3 separate regions of the Sus scrofa genome follow, and all the other regions are linked to region 1. Evidence: chromatin contacts called from public HiChIP or PLAC-seq and promoter capture Hi-C data. All regions are on one chromosome and are shown on one strand. The core of a region is the stretch at or near the end of the contact, and the rest is flanking DNA. Distances in the headings are between cores, read along the strand shown. Region 1 holds the start of MED8 (mediator of RNA polymerase II transcription subunit 8). Region 2 holds the start of SVBP (small vasohibin-binding protein). Region 3 holds the start of SLC6A9 (sodium- and chloride-dependent glycine transporter 1).

What was found. Promoter capture Hi-C pulls out the DNA fragments that hold promoters and counts their contacts. HiChIP or PLAC-seq counts read pairs in DNA pulled down with a chosen protein or histone mark.
Region 2: a contact with region 1 is called in a promoter capture Hi-C map of fetal liver, with 4 times the contacts expected there. The contact joins the promoter of SVBP here to the promoter of MED8 in region 1. A contact is called at or near these places in 1 of 5 promoter capture datasets (fetal liver) and 1 of 2 datasets of contacts at active chromatin or transcription factors (alveolar macrophages).
Region 3: a contact with region 1 is called in an H3K27ac HiChIP or PLAC-seq map of alveolar macrophages. The contact joins the promoter of SLC6A9 here to the promoter of MED8 in region 1. A contact is called at or near these places in 1 of 5 promoter capture datasets (fetal liver) and 1 of 2 datasets of contacts at active chromatin or transcription factors (alveolar macrophages).

The regions. Positions count from the first base shown.
Region 1 is chr6:167,859,629-167,863,552 of Sscrofa11.1, forward strand. It overlaps MED8 (mediator of RNA polymerase II transcription subunit 8), which reads left to right and starts at 1,721. Exons shown (of 8, transcript XM_005665484.3): 1 at 1,721-1,771; 2 at 3,393-3,511. The coding sequence starts at 1,766. It overlaps SZT2 (protein SZT2), which reads right to left and starts at 1,693. Exons shown (of 72, transcript XR_002345235.1): 1 at 1,563-1,693. It overlaps LOC110261243 (a long non-coding RNA gene), which reads right to left and starts at 1,556. Exons shown (of 2, transcript XR_002345237.1): 1 at 1,309-1,556.
Region 2 is chr6:168,626,700-168,630,623 of Sscrofa11.1, forward strand. SVBP (small vasohibin-binding protein) reads left to right here and starts at 2,310. Exons shown (of 3, transcript XM_021096913.1): 1 at 2,310-2,382; 2 at 3,137-3,307. The coding sequence starts at 3,194. All of the region lies in intron 1 of ERMAP (erythroid membrane-associated protein), which reads right to left.
Region 3 is chr6:167,265,405-167,269,328 of Sscrofa11.1, forward strand. SLC6A9 (sodium- and chloride-dependent glycine transporter 1) reads left to right here and starts at 1,789. Exons shown (of 15, transcript XM_021096817.1): 1 at 1,789-2,834; 2 at 2,924-3,008.

The sequences.
Region 1 (3,924 bases), core at 471-2,970:
TAAAATACACTCCGGGTTTTAAAGACTTGGTACAAAAAAAAGAATGTTAAATATCTCATGTGTTTTTAAATGTTTTGAAAAATGATGACACTGGGGGAATATGGGGTCAAATCAAATATATTAAAATTACTTTTACCTGTTTCTTTTTACCTTTCTAAATGTGGCTACCAGAAAACTCACATATATTTGGCTTGCACCAGACTGCTATTAGACAATGCTGTTTTAGATTATGTCTAAAAGGTATGCTGTATTTCACTACGACATCGCTCCATGTCCTCTCATTTTAATCCATAACAAAACATACTCCACATTCCTTCATGGATTTTTCTTATTACTGCTATTTCTGATGCATAGGCTACTCCGCCATTGATTCTTTTAAATAGGGTAGTTTCCTACAACCACGTTTAATCCTGGGTCTTGTTACATCACATGCCAAGGATCAGGAGATTTACCATCCTGTGGCAACTGTACTGCTTATACTGGAAACATTATGACCACCATACTACAGCAGACCACCTGTTTGGGAGTCTTAGCTCCGCTACTTAACTAGCTGTGTAACTTTGTTACCCTTAACATTTTGTGCCTCCGTCTCCTCAACTGAAAAATGGGGATAAATAATCACGTCTGCTTCTTCGGGTTGAGGGTATCAACTGATGGGGTAAAGCAGGACGACGCGGCACGCATTCGATATGTTATGACAACTCTTTTGTGTCATTTCATTTCACACGTCTCTCACCCTTCCCGTCTATCATATTCTAATACTGGGCACCTTTCCTGGTGATGTTCTTTTCAAACCAGATCTTCTAACTTCAAAACTTTGCTACTCCCTGGCTGAGGGTAGCACTTGGGTAAGGTACTTAACGTCTCTCACTTTCCAGTGTCTTACATATAAATGAAAGTGGACACAGCCACCTTCCTTGCACAAGTCTGAATAACACAATGCAGATCAAGTTCCTTGCATGGTCCTCAACAACTAAGGGATACCTCATGTGCATTTTCTGGTTTAAAATATGGGATCCTCACAAAACACCCTAAGACAGGTGTTTAAGAAGCAGGAAACAGTCAAGCCTTGCCCGAAGTTGCAGAGATGGCTACAGGGCAGCACCAAACGAAGTGAACGACGTTTCACTCCGAATCAAAAAAGAATCTATATATGTATTTTCCCCACGAAACCGAAGCTGCCTTTCAAAATCATGGCGCTGGAACTAAATTAATTCATGCTGATTATGTCATTCTAATACGTGAAGATATGAAGCACCAGCAAAGTAAAATCAAATTGCAAAATCAAAATAAAGGCTTTGTTAATACCATTAGGAAGTCGGAGAACCCGAGGGCCCCAGAGTTGGCGACGTGAATGAAATCTGAGCAAACAGAACAGAGCGACGAGCTTCTCCTCCAGCCCCCCAAGGAAAGTGCGGACCGCGGGGTGAGGAGATGCAACTGCCGGGCCTTCGGGGCGACCCCCGCCGCCCCCAGACCCGGAGGAGGCCACGGCCGCACCCGGCCGCCGGCCCCTCCCCCGCGGATCTCGGGGACCAGCGCTGCGCCCGCCCGCCCCTCACCTCCGGCTCCGGGCGCTCCGAGGCCATCACACAGCCCTCCCGCGCCGGCCCGGGCCAGAGAAGCCCTTCTGCTCGTGACCCCTGACCCGGCTGCCTCTCGCCCGAAGGAACCGGAAACGAATGGGAGGATCGAATCCCAACTTTCTGATTGGCTGACTTGGAAACCGGAAAAGGAAGTGGTTGACGCAACCTCTGCTCCCGCGATGCAGGTGAGGACCGGGTTGGCGCTCGTGACCGCTACTCAGCGTCGGGGTACCGGGACGGAGAGTGGGCTGGAGAAAGTGAGGAGCTGGAGCTGAGAGGAGTGGGTAGAGTCATCGGCCGACGGCTAAAGGGACGCGGGATGGAGGCGAGGCCCACTGGAGAGGGAGCGGCACTGATGACAGATGGGGGTGGAGCCCGGCTGGGAGACCGAGACGGCCCCTGAGTTGGGAGGGGGAAGGCGGCACCGACTTGCTGGGGGTGGGAAAGGGTCGGTCGTTTGGGAAGGTTAAGATGCAGTCCAACGAAGACAGCTCAAGAAGGTGCCGCATTGGCTCAGGTCCCGGCCCGGGCTGTTGAATGGCCGCTGTTGGCTGCCGACACAGCAGAGGATCGATAACTGGAGAGAAGCCCGAGAGTGGAAGGAATTGTGGGGCCGCAGTGACAAAAGCCAAACTAATATAGTCTGAGGCCAGTGGCTGGAACCCGGAATCAAGGCTACTGTCTTGTATATTGGCGAGTTCGCAAGGCAGTTCTACCTCCTTCCTAGCCTGTGCCCTGTGGTAGTTAAGGATGAAATGAAGTAAAGATGAAGAACCAAGATGGACAGGAAATGCTTGGCAGACAACCCCTCACCAGCATTTAAAATAGTTTAGTACTTAGGGGCATGTGCATTTTTGTTTTTGTTTTTCATTTGTCAGTTTCTTGCACCTGGTAGTCTGTCAGTAAATTTTTATAGCTTGACTAAGCTTGTGAAAGGGGCACAGGAATTTTGGCACAGAGATAAAATGAGTGCAGGTTAATGGAGTTCCTGTCGTGGCTCAGTGGTTAACGAATCCAACTAGGAACCATGAGATTGCGAGTTCGATTCCTGGCCTCGCTCAGTGGGTTAAGGATCCGGCGTTGCCATGAGCTGTGGTGTAGGTTGCAGATGAGTCTCGGATCTGGCGTTGCTGTGGCTCTGGCGCAGGCCAGTGGCTACAGCTCCTATTAGACCCCTAGCCTGGGAACCTCCATATGCCACAGGAGCAGCCCTAGAAAAGGCAAAAAGACCAAAAAAAAAAAAAAAAAAAAAAAAGAGTGCCGGTTAATTCAGCAAAGAGCTTGAAACAGCAAATGCTGAGGACAGAGGAAAGGGGGAAATGGCCGTGGTGGTGGCAGTGGCAGGTGTTCAAAGGAACCTTCACATGTAGGTAGATTTTTCAGAAATTGTGTCATTGGCAGGAACAGCCAGGCTCCCAAGGCAGGTTTAGGACAGCAGAAGTCAGAGTACCTATGCTGCAGAGTGGCACAAGAGATAATGACCCCGAGGCATTAGGTCTGCTGTGTCTGCTCAGTGAGTGAGAGTATAGTGTATGTGATAGGAAACCAAGCACGGATTAGGGGTGATGAGAGAAAGGAACCAGCAGGTAGGAGGAATTAGGCCAGGCGAGTGGGTTGAAAGGTCTGAGGGTTGGTGCTGTCTATAACCCTGATACCAAAGATAGAAAACAGCCTGGCTCTCCCTGTGCCAGTGAGATCCTGTGTCACATGACTGGTGTTGCGCACTGTCATCCTGGCTTTTCAGCCCGCCTCTGTGGGCACCACCCTCACCCTCATCTGAGTAACATCCTATTCCTGTTGGTGCAGAGGGAGGAGAAGCAGCTTGAGGCATCATTAGATGCACTCCTGAGTCAAGTGGCTGATCTGAAGAACTCACTGGGGAGTTTCATTTACAAGTTGGAGAACGAGTATGACCGGCTGACCTGGTAAGCAATGCCAGGGCAAGCTGGGGAGGGCTCCATGGGTGGGGGGGGCCAGGTCACCAGGTGGATAGGACATTGCCAGTGATGTAAACATTTATCAGTTTGCAAACATCTTTTGATTTAAAAAGAGCTGAGTTTCCCAACGTGTAACACTGAAGTTGGCTTTGGGCCTCCCTGGTAAGGAAGCAGAGAAATGCCCAGTTTTCCAACTCAGGGTCTTTCTAGCTTTTGATTCTCACCCTCTGATGTCTCTGGGAGGAGGTCCTCCCACTTCAGTATTCATATGGGATCTCTTGCCTTGGACGTGGCTGAGTCTTTTAGGTCCAGTCTACTTTGAAAATGTAGATCCTATATTTAGGTCGGAAAGGAGGCTTTTAGCTAGTTTCTGAAGTTTGAGTGATAACAGTGGAGCTATG
Region 2 (3,924 bases), core at 1,060-3,559, 770 kb after region 1:
AAAACGTCTATGCAGATCTTTCGCCCATTTTTTAACTGGGTTGTTTGGGTTTTTGACATTGACCACATGAACAATTTACATATTTTAGACATTAACCCCTCATTGAACATAGCATTTGCCAATATTTTCTCCCATTCAATAGGTTGTCCTTTCATGCTGTCAGTGGTTTCCTTCGGTGTGCAAAAGCTTTTACGTTTAATTAGGTCCCATTTGTTTATTGTTGCTTTTGTTCCGTTGCTTTAGAGACAGATCCCAAAAAAATAATGTACAATTTATGCCAAGGAGTGTTATCCCTATGCTTCTTCTAGGGTTTTTATGGTTTCTGGTCTTACATTTAGGTTTTTAGTCCATGTGGAGTTTATTTTGTACATGGTATTAGAGAATGTTCTAATTTCATTGATTTACGTGTCCAGTTTCTCCAGCGCCGCTCATTGGAGAGACTGTCTTTTCTCCCTTGTATGTTCTTGCCTCCTTTGTTGTAGATTAATTGACCGTAGGTGCATAGGTTTACTTCTGGGCCCTCCGTGCTGTTCCATTAATCTATGTGTCTGTTTTCATGCTGTTTTGATTACTGCTGATTTGTAGTATAGTCTAAAGTTAGGGAGCACATTTCCTCCAGGTCTCTTCTGCTTTCTCCATATTGTTTTGGCCATTCAGGCTCTTTTTTTTTCCATACAAATTTTAAAGTTATCTGTTCCAGTTCTATGAAAAATGCCGTTAGTATTGCAACAGGGTTTGCACTGAATCTGTAGATTGCCTTTGGTAGTAGCATCATTTTAACATTGATTCTTCCAGTTCGTGAACACATCTTTCTACCTGCCTGTGTCGTCAGTTTCTTTCTTTTGGTATCTTACAGGTTTCCAAGTACAAGTCCTTTACCCTCTTGGGTAGGTTTACTGTCTTATTTTTAAGTGTGCAGTACAGTGGTATCCACTGTATGTACATTGTTGTGCAACTGATCTCCATATGTTTTTTGTTTTGCAGAACTAAAACTCTATATCCATTGAACAACTCCCTTTTCCCCTTCCCACAACCCCTGGCAATCACCAATCTACTTTCTAAGAGTTTGACTGCTTTAGATATCTCATAGAAATGGATTCATGCAGTATTTGTCTTTTTGTGGGGTTGTGCTTATTTTCAAGGCTTGTGATATGCAGTGCTAAACTGACTCCCAAAAAGGCTGTGATCATTTACACTTTGGCTGAAAGTGTGTGAGAGTTCATCTGGGCTACACCTTCAGCGTTGCTTAGAATCCATCCTTGGTTTCAAGTCCTTAGTGGAAGAAAAGGAGTGGTCTTGAAAATGTTTTCTTTTGGATAGGCCATTGTCCTACACTAAATACTGACTGAAACACTTGCTAGGGACTTACTAGCTGTGTGATCTTAGACAAGTCACTTAACATCTCTGGGCCTCTGTTTCCTTATTTGTAAAATGGGGATAATAAGAGTATTTTTTTTTTTTTCTGTTTAGGGTCACATCTACAGCATATGGAAGTTCTGGGGCTAGGGGTCAAACCAGAGCTGCAGCTGCCAGCCTATGCCACAGACACAGCAACGCCAGATCCAAGCCACATCTGCAAACTACACCGCAAGCTACAGCAACGCAGGATCCTTAACCCACCGAACAAGGCCACGGATGGGACCCACACCTCAGGGTTCTTACCCTGCTGAACACAAAGGCAACTCCCATAGTATATTATTATACATATTTATTTGAGGAGTACATGAGTTAATGTGAAGCTCTAAGAACAGTGCCTGGAATCGAATCCCAGGAGAGAGGTAGTTATTGCTGTTGTTATTATTTCTAGACTGAACCAGACTTCTGCTGTCAAAGTACATTTCCTCCAGTCCTAAATAATCTAATAAGGGGAAGGTAAAAACCAGCTAAAATTACTGTAGTTGTAGAACTGCAGTTGCAAAGTTACCGATTTTCGGTGGACCTGAACGTTTCTCTCTGTTTACACTGGCCATCTGTACTTCTGCCGCAAGCCCCTTTTGCAAAGCGAACAGGACCTCACCATGCTCCCAACGAGCTTCCGAATCAAGAAGGCGGCAGTCACCAAGGCTACTCTTCGAACTGAAAACTCAGCCCCAGAGAGTCACAATTCCAGTCCCAGGACGCAGACGTCACCCTTCAAAGACTAGCGGCTGTCCCAGGAAACACTCCCGGGAAAAGGTTTTCCTGCTCCCGCCCCAGCTCCAACCCCCGCCGCGCGCCCCAGCGGGAAGCCCAGCACGCTCTCTGCGCACGCGCAGCCTTCCTGGGGCGGGGCCTCGCCAGGCCGGCCCGCGCCCCGCCCCGGCCCCGCCCCCGGCCCCGCCCCCGCCCGGCCGCGGCCCCGCCCCGTCAGAGGCGCGGCCCGCTCGGACTCCAGGCCCCAAGGTAGCGGAAGGCGAGGGTTCCCGCGTGGGGCCTTGCGCGCGGCGCGGCGGGGCCCGCGTCCCGAGGCCGGGGAGGGAGGCGCAGATCCCCGAGCGCCGCCCGCCCCCGCCGCCATTTTGCACCCCGCCAGGGCGGCGGCAGGAGGGAGAGCTCCCCTGGGGCCGGGCTTGGGCCCGGGCGGGGCGGCGGCAGAGGGCGGGCCCGGCGGGCAGAGCGGGCGGTGCCCGTCTGGGAGGGCAGCGGTGGGGCGGCTCTGGCCGGAGAGCCGGCGACCGCGCGGGGATGGGCCTCCTCGCGGCCCCGCTTGGAGACCTGGGCTGGCCCATCCCTCTGGGCCGCGGAGGCGTCCCCATCCTGGCAGCCCCACGCGGGATGCAGGGCGCGAGCGTGTGAACCGGTTCTCGGGGCCCTTCTAATTCGGTCCTCACTCTTGGGAGCAGCTCTTGGAAGGGGCCAGGCAATGGACTTGCTCCATTTTGCAGACAGAAAATCAAGGCTCAGAGTGGGGAGGAGATTTGCCTAGGGACGCCCAGCGAGATGGTGGCCGTGGAGCTCCCGTCGTAACTCCTCCAGTGCGGTGGCCCTTCTCCCCTGGGTTCCCTCTGCCGCCCCTGCCAAAAGAAGGGGCTGAGGTAGGGCATTAGTTAAGCCAGCAGTAAGTTAACTAATGGGCAGTTCGTTCGTTCTTTCTGGCTGTCGTTGTTTTGTTTTTTAGAGGGTTTTGTTTTGTTTTGTTTGGGGGGGGTATTTTTAGATCGGCCTCCTTCTGCACCATCCAGGTGAGAGCTAAGAAGTATTGCGAAGCCAAGTCATGGATCCGCCTGCACGTAAAGAAAAGTCCAAAGTTAAAGAGCCCGTTAGCAGAGTTGAGAAGGCCAAGCAGAAATCAGCCCAGCAGGAGCTGAAGCAAAGACAGAGAGCAGAGGTGAGAGAAAGGCGCACCTGCAGTCTGCGGGAGGGGATGCTGGAATGGAGAGAGGTCTGTGACGGGAGCCCTGCCTGCCTCCAGGCAGAACAGGTGTCTTCCCAGGTTTCCCAAAGGAGATCACTGAGGTCCAGACGGTGGGGGGCAGCCCAGAGTCACACGCCAAGGGTCAGTACCTCGGCCAGGTAGTCTCCAGACGAAGCAGAGCTTTTGCGGTGAGAACCTGAGGAAGGAGGAAAGGGGAACGAGAAGGGACCTGTAAGGGAGGGTCTCGCAAGGGAGTGAGAGACCGAAAGCGTCAGACACCGTAGGACAGACGGCCTGGATTTGGTCTGGAGAGTAGCTGCCGAAAATGAAGCAGCAGACGCCCAAGCTCTGCTCTCCCCATTCTGTTCCTTTGTTCAGGCTGCACTCACACAGCAACTTGACTGTTTCCATGAATATTTTATCTTTGTATTTAAGTAGAATTATGGGGTACATTTTCTAATTTACTAGGTGTTGCCAAATTGCTTTTCAGAGAGATTGTACAAGTCTGCACGCACATGAGCAGTGTAAGAGTTCTCGTTCCCCACTTCCTTTCCAGTGCTTACGGGTTGTCAGACTTTCAATTTTTGTTC
Region 3 (3,924 bases), core at 539-3,038, 590 kb before region 1:
GGGGTCACGTGACTGGGGGGCGGGGCTGGAGGCCGACGGAGCATCCATCGAGGAAGTAATCGCCTCCGCTTCCAGCACCACCCCGTCCCAGCTTCCTCGAGGGCCACTCCGCAGATAATGCCTGCCCTGAAGCGACCGGGTCGCCACCGCTCCCGCCGCTCCAGCTTCCTTTCCGGTGAAGTGGGACATGGGCCCCCTGTGAGCTGGACGTTAGGGACATCAGGTGGTCAAGTTGTCAGGCCCCCTGGGCACTAGGCCCCCTGGGTGGTGGACACGGGGGCTCTGGGTGCGGAGAACTCTGGATTTCAGGTTCTCGGCAGGGTTGGGGGCTCTGGCAATGGGAATTCTGGACTTTGGGATTTCCAAGATATGTAAGAATCGGAACATTGAAATGCTCTGGAAATCAGGGCTGCACCCCAGGCAGGGCCAAAGTCAGTGTTTCTGAGCTGTGTGCCTAATTTTACCTGTAGCTGCTGGGATCCAGTCTGGACCCTGCTCCGATTCCCATAATTGGCTCATGCTGTCCCCGTGGACCAGGGCCAAAGAAAGCACAACAGGATGGCCTGAAGGGCACGTGGTGCCCCAGAGACAGCTCTTGGGTCTGGAACCGATCTATCCCACTCCCTTGCATTGTGACAGGGCGGGGAAGGTGCCAGGCACTGACCACTACAAGTTCAAGGGAGGAAGAATCTGAGAGCAGAGCCCAGCTGCTGAGGCTGGGGCTCCACGCCCTGTCAGGCCAGGCTGCAACTCAAAGCCACATCCAGCCTCCCCCACCATCTCCGCAGGGCCCCTCAGCACTCCTCCACCAAGGTGCCCAGCGCTGCCAGCTGCCACAGTGCCTTCCAGAAGCGGCGCGAGTCTGGTCTTATCCTATCCCACCAGACTTACACCTAAGCATACTCCCCCGGGGCCCAGCAGAGGCCTTGATCTTGCAGGCTGATGATGACAAGTGAAACCAGTCAGCATTAGGGGATCTGACCCCGGGCCCAGCCCTCCCAGGAAATAGCGCTGCAACTGGAGCTCCTGAGACACGCCCTGGCCCGCAGTGGGTGGGGCCCAGCCACCGAGCTGCCCCTCCTCTTGCTGCCCTGCCCCAGGAAGAAGCTCACCAGCCAGCGAAGATGTCTGACCCCATCAGTCCTCCTCTCGGTCCTCTGGCCCAATGCCCCTCCTCTCCCCACAGTGGTCCAGGCTGCCGGTGCCCTTCCCACCCCGTGGGCCAGCTGCCCAGGGCCGGGAGCTCACAGCTGGGGATGGAGGCCATCCCAGCTCTGACCTGGGCTAGGCCCAAACCTACCTCCCTTGGGGCCTCCTTCTGGTTGGAAAAAAACGGCTACTTTAGTCCCTGCCTCGTGGAGACGGCTTTTCAAACCAGAACCTTTTCACATAAGCTTCTCCCAGGGACTCAACTCACTGTGTGGCTGCCTGAAGCCCTTTCTAGATCAAGGTGGGTAACATACACACATCTGTAAATCTCTCCAGATGAACGCAAACATGCTTTGTGTTACATCAGCTGCCTGGCACAACCCACGCGGGCAACGTCTCCAACTTGCCCAGACACCCCAGGGAAAAATCTCTTTTACCCACCGCATGGGTTAAAGCGTGAGGCTGCCTCCCTGTCCCCAGATTAATCCCCAAACTCTTTCTCCCGAATAGAGGCTCAGGGGACTGAATTCTGAGCACCCCCCCCTCTTCTTCCACCCCCACCTCCCCCCGACCCCCAGCCACAGGTCTTGACAGTCTCTGGGAGACTGGCAGTGAGCATCTGGCAGTCTGTCTGTCTCCCTTCATATGGAGTCCGAAGCGTGAGGGGGGACGCCCCACTGTCCCTGGCCATGGCAGTCCCAGAAGCTTCACTGATCTTCAGTGCCCTCTTCGCAGCCCCCAGCCCACCCCCAGTCTACTGGAGGAAAGTTGGCCATTTGCCATCGTCTCAGCCTCTTCCTCACCCCATTCCACTACCTGGGGACTCTTTCAACAGCCTCCCTCCCGCCTTCCCCGTGTGGCAGCCCTTTTTGACAAGCCCCAGGGGGAGGGAGGGAAGGAGGGAGAGACCAGCAATTAAATTTACGTCCTATGCGGTGGGGTGGGGCTTGGATCACCCGTGCCGGCCCCCACCCAGAGCCAGGCACGCACACCCATACATACCACTACACAGAGCTGCTGCAGTGCCCACTGTCACTCCTCCACAAACACAGATCCACCTACACAAATCCACGGGGGCAGGGGGCACAGGCTCCACAGCCTGCTCAGGGAGCGGCGAGTGCGCGCACACAAGACACCTGCAACTCGTTCACAGGAGAATAAAAATCACAAACATGCTATACCTGCCAGGTTTGGGAACAAAGTAACAATGAAAATAATCTTGCTGATGAGAATAATGTCTCCAGACCTCCCCAGATCTGATTACATCCCTAATGTGAACAGGTTATAAGTTCCGAGTTGGCAGAGCCCGGGGGGGATGCCTTGTGCAATGGACGGCATGTGTAGCCTGAGAACTGCCTTGGCAAGAAGTGTCTGTGCCTGACACCTGTTATACTGCCCAGTGCCTCTGACAGTAAATTAATAACGTGGAATCTCACTCTTCAATTGATCTTGTGGGAGTTTCGCATGTGTGAATCAGCTTCTTAGAGGCTGACTATCCCCAGGGAACAAATAAAACTGGTTTCCTGGCCAGATGACAGTGAGGCTAGAATCAGGGTGCAGAGAAGAGACCATCTCTCCAGGTTGGTGCCCTCCCTGAGCAGAGGGCACTCTGCCGGGGGGCAACAGTGGTTCCCTGACAGCCAGTACGAAAGGCCCCTTCTTCTTGAAAGCTGGTGGCTCTTAAGGTAAGCAAATATGGGAGCTCCTTTCCACCAACCGCCAAGTATTGCTGCCCAAAGGCAGCCTGGAGCAATATGTTTTGTGCATTTTACAGGACAGGAAACAGGCTCCGCAAAGCTCCCTCTGCCAAAGTCTCTGCTTTAGCTGGAACTGGAACCCAGGTCTGTCTCCCTGGGGAGGTAAGTGGGGGTCCAGGTTGGTATCTGCAGCCCCTGTAACAATATGGCCAGCATAGAGCTGACCAAACCAATTTAGGGGAGGGTCAGTGGAGAAAGGACCCCCAGGCCTCGCGTCCCAAGGAGTAGGACCCAGGCCTTACCCAGCTGTGCCCACAGTCCCTAGCGGCGCTGCTCCAAAGGGAATGGAATTTGCTCTGACTTCTCTCTAGGGGGAACGCAGGCGCAGAAGGCCGGGGGCCTGGCAGGCTAACTCCAGCCTCAGCCCCCCCCCCCAAGTGCCCCGGCCTTCTGGCTTCATTCCAGCCCTACCCGAAGGGGACGACATCTGCTTCCTCCAAGGGCCCCAGCTGGAGGGCAGCGAGGCAAAGGTGGAGAAGGGGGCTCCTTGGCAGTGCGCACTTCCAGGGGTTCGCGGGGATCAATCATCTGAAAGCTAGAGAGACTGCAATTTTATTCTGTGGGAGGAGGAGCCTGAGAAGTCGGACGGGGGTGGGGATGAGATGGGGGCGGAGGGGGATGGCAGAGCGGCCAGGGGTGCAGTTCAGAGAGGGGAGGGACTTGGCTAGGTCTCCCAAGCCTTCTCCACTCTCCAAACTTTCACCAAACTCTTTGCCCCCGCCTCCCCGAAACCAAAACACAACAAGCTCAGGAGGAGCGGCGAACGGCGCGGCGGGGCGGGCAGACTTGCGGCGGCACTGAGCCTCGGGAGGCTGATGCAACTTTCCCTTTAAGAAAGCCACCTGGGCGCACCGCGGTGCGGACCCGGCACGCCTGGGCCGGGGGCTGCAGCATGGTAAGGGGGCTGAGGGAAGGGGGCGCTGCGGCCCCAGCCTCTGACTGTCCTGCCTTGGGTCTGGATGTTTGGTGGCTCAGCGAGGCTGAGCCCCAGAACCAGCGAGAGAGAGAGAGAGCGAGC